Regions from separate parts of the Zea mays genome. Here region 1 is linked to region 2. A link is a contact called in public Hi-C data. All regions are on one chromosome and are shown on one strand. The core of a region is the stretch at or near the end of the contact, and the rest is flanking DNA. Distances in the headings are between cores, read along the strand shown.

Region 1 (2,700 bases), core at 127-2,626, 180 kb after region 2:
CACACCTACCACAGGAGCTGGCACAAATGATGCATTCAGGAATAAGAAAAAGCAGGATCGCTCTTCATGCGGTTCTAACACACCTTCAAGTAGTGATGTAGATGCGGGCAATGTTCCTGAGGAGGACAATGCTAATGAGAAGGCGAAGCAAGCCTCCTGCAGCAACTCTTCAGCTGGTGACACTAACCACCGCAGATTTAGAAGCAATGGAAGCACAAGTGATTCATGGAAGGAAGTTTCCGAAGAGGTTGTAATCTACCAACAATATGCTAATTCACTCTGTCCAAATTTTTGAGCACGCATCATTGCCTTTCTGATTCACTTCTTTGTTGACAGGGTCGTCTGGCTTTCGATGCGCTGTTCAGTAGGGAAAAGCTTCCGCAAAGCTTTTCTCCCCCACAAGCAGTAGACTCGAAGGAGGTTGCCAAGGAGGAGGAAGATGAAGTGACCACAGTGGCAGTTGACCTCAACAAGAATGCCACAAGCATTGATCATGATGACCTCGACACAATGGATGAGCCCAGGGCTTCCTTTCCCAATGAATTGTCGCACCTGAAGCTGAAATCGCGCCGTACAGGCTTCAAACCATACAAGAGATGTTCTGTGGAAGCGAAGGAAAACCGGGTGCCGGCTAGCGACATGGTTGGTACCAAGAGGATTCGTCTTGATAGCGAAGCATCCACATAATTGATTTCTTCAAAGTTATATTTACATCTAAGCTACTATAGGACTTCAGATCTTGCAATGCAGTGCTTCATTAAAACTCAATCTGTTGTGTGCTGTATTTTAATGCTTGTCAAGCAGCCCGCTAGACTGCTTTAAAACCTTATCTCGTAGAGTCTGATTTAAGCATCATGCAACTATCAAACTTTTTTTTTTGGTCAAAATGTATTTTCCTTATGTTTTATATTTTTGGAAAGGAAAATAATTGAAATATTATTTATTTTGAAGGCTCATGCAAAGGTTTATTTGATCAAGGTGTAGGATAGGCTGAGCGAGAGGGTGAACATTATGACTAATATAGGGCAGAAAATATTTGAACATTGTCATGTTTGCTGTTGCTAGAAGATTGTGTAGAGAAAGTACTCACATAAATGTTTCACTTCTATTTTAACTTGTGTTATGCTATCATGGATTGTGTTATCATTAACTTGGGTTATGCTCTCATGGACATCCATCCATTAATTGTGTTATCCTGCATGAGACAATTCATGAAGTCCACCGGAAGAAACTAAATGAGGTCATTTTGTAAATAGGTTTTGAAAAAAAAACTTATGATACAGTTAGATGTTTTTTCTACAAATCTACATATGATCTTTCACTCAAATGGACCAAATGAGTTGGAACCTTTATCATAGGCAGAAGTATAGCAGTTAATGTAAAAGATAAAATTGGACACTTTGCAAACAAAGAAAGAACTTCGTCAACGGAACTGTAACACCCCGGGATCCACAAACACCTCGGAATGCTACTGAATTACACTTCTGACATTTACAAAATTGCATAAATGAGGGGACAACAATGTATAAACATATATCATGACAAAAAACATACTAAGTATTATTAATCGGCTAGCAAAGGGAAGTTAAATATACGACATGAATTGAATTAACCAGTGCGCACAACTAGTTAAAAAAAACAAACACCATTTGACAACAAGTTTCTAATTAAATCATGGTTGCGCCTGGGCAGCGTTATTATGAGAGTGAAAGTGGACGTGCTGCTACTCCCCTCATTCCCAACATATATCAAGTACCTGCATTGAGTAATGCAAGAGTGAGATGACACATCTCAGCAAGTAAAATAATAACAAATTGTTTAACCATATAAAAACATTGTTTTACCACCACTTGATTTCACAACCTTCTTAATACGAAGATGCAGCATGAATACGACGTACAACACACCTAGTTACCACACCTCGCAGGTAGAAACCACAATAGTAACATAGTAATGTCACACTTCATATATACCTCATGAGTGCAAATGTCCACAAATGCAAGGATGACTTCTGCCTCCATACCTCTAAGGATATGAAGCCGCATCGTACCCCTCATCGGGCAACGTACGATGCTAAAAGTGTACCGGTACGGTCGTACCATAAGATCACGACATAACTTCAAAACGCAAGATGGATGATGCGATATGCATGGCATGCCTACAACACTTCATATAACGTGATTCAAAAATATACTTCAACTATATCCAAGATGGGAATCAACCACATATATCATTCCCAAATCATGATCATCCGCAATATTAGACAATTGAGAATTAATACTTTCGAACAAATAAACTTTATCATAGAATACAATGATTAACACATTTAATACTTATGCATACTCAATGACAAGGCATAGGATGCAAACCAAACGGTAGGAACCACCACTATATTTACTTGCCTTCACCGGGAATTTGGAATGGTACTCCACCACCTGTTTTTGACACACACCTTAGTGCACAAATCAACATAACAAGCACTAATAAACAACGCCACACCTACGCACAATTCCAACCCGTCGCGAGCGACAACTCTCCCCATCACCACCAAACTGTAGCGGCGCTGCTTGATAATTTCATAACTTTAAAATTATAACAACAGTGATATTAATCAAAAACTCCGGAAGCATCTACATAAAATTCTCCACAAGTTTTATATTCAAATGATAATTAAATTGCAACATATAATTAGCCCAAACC
Region 2 (2,700 bases), core at 30-2,529:
GTGGCACGTCGTGCCGGCATGAGCACGGACCGATTATTTTTGTTTATTTCCCAGTGCATTTCTTTGTATATTAGAAGCAACTTTAATATTTTAGATACAAAATAAATTTGGTTTAGTTGGCTAGAGTTATGCGGCTAGGCATTTTAAAGCCTTCAACCAGAGTTTGAATCCTAGCTAAACTTATTTTTAGGCTTTTTTTTTTGCTTATTTTCCTTTCCACTCCGGTTAAAGCAAGGCGGGCCTTAACGGGCTGTGGGTCGGCCCGGCACGACATGGCTATATACGTGCCATGCTTGGGCCTGGAATGTGCCACGATGGCCCAGCCCGGCACGACCCGTCAACCTAACGGGTCCAGGCGTGCCGGGCCGACACGGCCCACCCGTTTGGACATGTATAACTTCAAGGCTTGTTTCAGGCCTCTTTAGAATACATGATTTTTTTTTGTTTCGTATGTTTTTTCTTCTATGAAAACAAACTGATTCATGTGAAATTCATATATGATTCCTTTCTAATTTAGGTGGAGCAAGAACGTTTATGTAAATGGCCACTTCCCTTTCTAATTTGAATTGAACTCCGCGAACCGATCATTAAACAACGGTGAATCAAGGCTCAGCGGGTTATAAGACGGTTCTACCTCACCCACCGAACTCGCCTAGCGAAAATTCTATGTTCGATAACATGTCTATAGCTCCTACAACCGATTTTAATGAAACACTGAATCGGTTTAAAAATGAGGTGTCTAGATCTATTGAGAGTAGCTTGTGTATATAATTGAAGTCGAGCAGGAACACTTATCATAAGTCGTATCCTTTCCATTTCAATTACATAATAGCTCTTGAGTCTTCTTGATGGTTGGAGGGTCCCAAATTTCTATAGGTTTAGTATGGATGATAGTAAACCTAGCATGTAACATAGAAGTATGTTTCTTGCTCGAATGAGTGAAGCTATAGTGCCATGGAGGTTATAGATGTGTGTTGTTTTTGTACAATTCTTTGAATAGTTTGCGTCATTGCCTTTTTTTTCTTGGTTCATGGGTTGCGTCAGCAGGAAAAAAACATGAACGCTTTTTATACCGAGTCTTTGAAGCAATGGTTACATCAAATGCCATAAACTATGTAACGATTTTTTTGGGGTCTCGAGTGCTATAAACAACTGCCAGTACATGCTTTGGTTTCGATAGCTTCCGTTGCTGCTCACGAGAAGCTCTGAAGCAGCGGCGGGACACATCTGCGGCATTAAAAAAGACGATAGTATGGCTAGCACTGTTGTCAAAGTAAGACTAGCTTGTATCCCACACGATGGGCCGAACTGGCCTGCTACCCCCAAGAGGAATATGGATGCATGCACATGTACCATGAAGCAGCAAAGCCCACAAAACTCGAGAAGGAATTGTTAGGAGCCAACAATTCCCATAAAAAGGGAAATGGATCGAGCCCATAAAGGGAAATGGATCGGAAGAGAACAGGAAGCAGAGGGAGCCCACACGGCCACACACGACAACACCAAAAATGGGAATTTAGAGAGAAGGAATGAGCGAGAAAATGTATTTACAAATACATACAGGACATTATTCTAATATAAGATTACAACGTTTTGAAATACAATATGCATCTTTGACCACGGGTTTTTTCCCCAACAACAATGCAAAATTTGAAGAAAAAAAAACAAGTTTTTTTGTAGTTTTAAATATTTTACTAAATCTTGTTCTAAACAACAAGTGTTAATTGTTGAGAACTACGTTACCACAGATCACCAGATCCGCTCCCTTCTCTCCCGTCATCAGTAGAGGCGCGAGAAGTTGTGCAAGATCCGTCTCCCTTCCCATAAGCACGACAGAGGAACACACGAGACACATGATATAGGGTTGGGACTCTGGCCTCTTTCTCTTCTTTATATTATGAGGGGTGTACAAGTTCCTTATATAGAGACGTGAAACCCCTTAGGGGCAAAGCAGGTATTTGCCCACATAACCCTAACTATGGTTACTTAACACTCCCCCTTGAGCGAATACCGCGACCAACTCATGCCTCGTTAAAATCGAAAAACCCAGTAGAAAAAATGTGGAGAAAGAGTGCATGGTGATACAAATTGCATTTGCACTTTGTTGTCTCGTTAAAAACCTCATGTGAGAAACTTCAAGAAAACTCACCAAGGGAAAAAGAGTACAACAGCTGTCATCGTGACAGATTTCGATCCTCTGAGATCTAGATTCTATCGAATCTTCTACAAGGGCTAACTTTAGAAATGTGCTCCCCTGATCCTTGCAAAACCGTATCAATAAGGCAAAAACATCTTCTTCTGGAAGTATATGCACATAAAGATTTAGCAAACAGATTGCATATCCTTGCAAGGAATATTTCGGGAACTTTACCTCTACTCACTTCTAGGATATACGAGATAAGTGCACGTATCAATATAAATAAGCCACTTTGACTGATGGTGTTCGATCGACTGGATCTATATATTTGATAGAAAGTTCCATAAAGGTTCACATATTGATCATTAAGCTCACGCCTTCAGGGCATAGAATATGACATTTATTGTCTCACGATTATGATCAATATAAGCATTCGCTCCCCTGACGATGACATATGTCAAAGCCGTTATCCCTCATAACTCAAGCATATTCTTCAGATATATGTCTCATTGTTCATCTGGAATAACGAGAACGGATGAGGTTGGGGTGCTACCCTTTTCTAT

What was found. A called contact is a pair of places that touch in the nucleus more often than the background predicts.
Region 1: a Hi-C map of leaf shows a contact between it and region 2, with 4 times the contacts expected there. The contact joins two enhancer-like sites. A contact is called at or near these places in 2 of 25 Hi-C or Micro-C datasets (leaf and tassel).

Annotation. Positions count from the first base shown.
Region 1 is chr4:34,484,640-34,487,339 of Zm-B73-REFERENCE-NAM-5.0, forward strand. It overlaps LOC100281091 (LHY protein), which reads left to right. Exons shown (of 11, transcript NM_001370710.1): 10 at 1-247; 11 at 337-943. The coding sequence ends at 687. Among protein-coding and RNA genes, the nearest start is that of LOC100281091, 34 kb to the left of the region's middle. Within about 2 kb of position 1,377, at least 2 of the 20 cell types and tissues checked have an H3K27ac peak or open chromatin away from gene starts, as enhancers often do. A contact at or near this core is called in leaf, where this site is marked.
Region 2 is chr4:34,302,057-34,304,756 of Zm-B73-REFERENCE-NAM-5.0, forward strand. No RefSeq gene overlaps it. Among protein-coding and RNA genes, the nearest start is that of LOC100125646, 100 kb to the left of the region's middle. Within about 2 kb of position 1,280, at least 16 of the 20 cell types and tissues checked have an H3K27ac peak or open chromatin away from gene starts, as enhancers often do. A contact at or near this core is called in leaf, where this site is marked.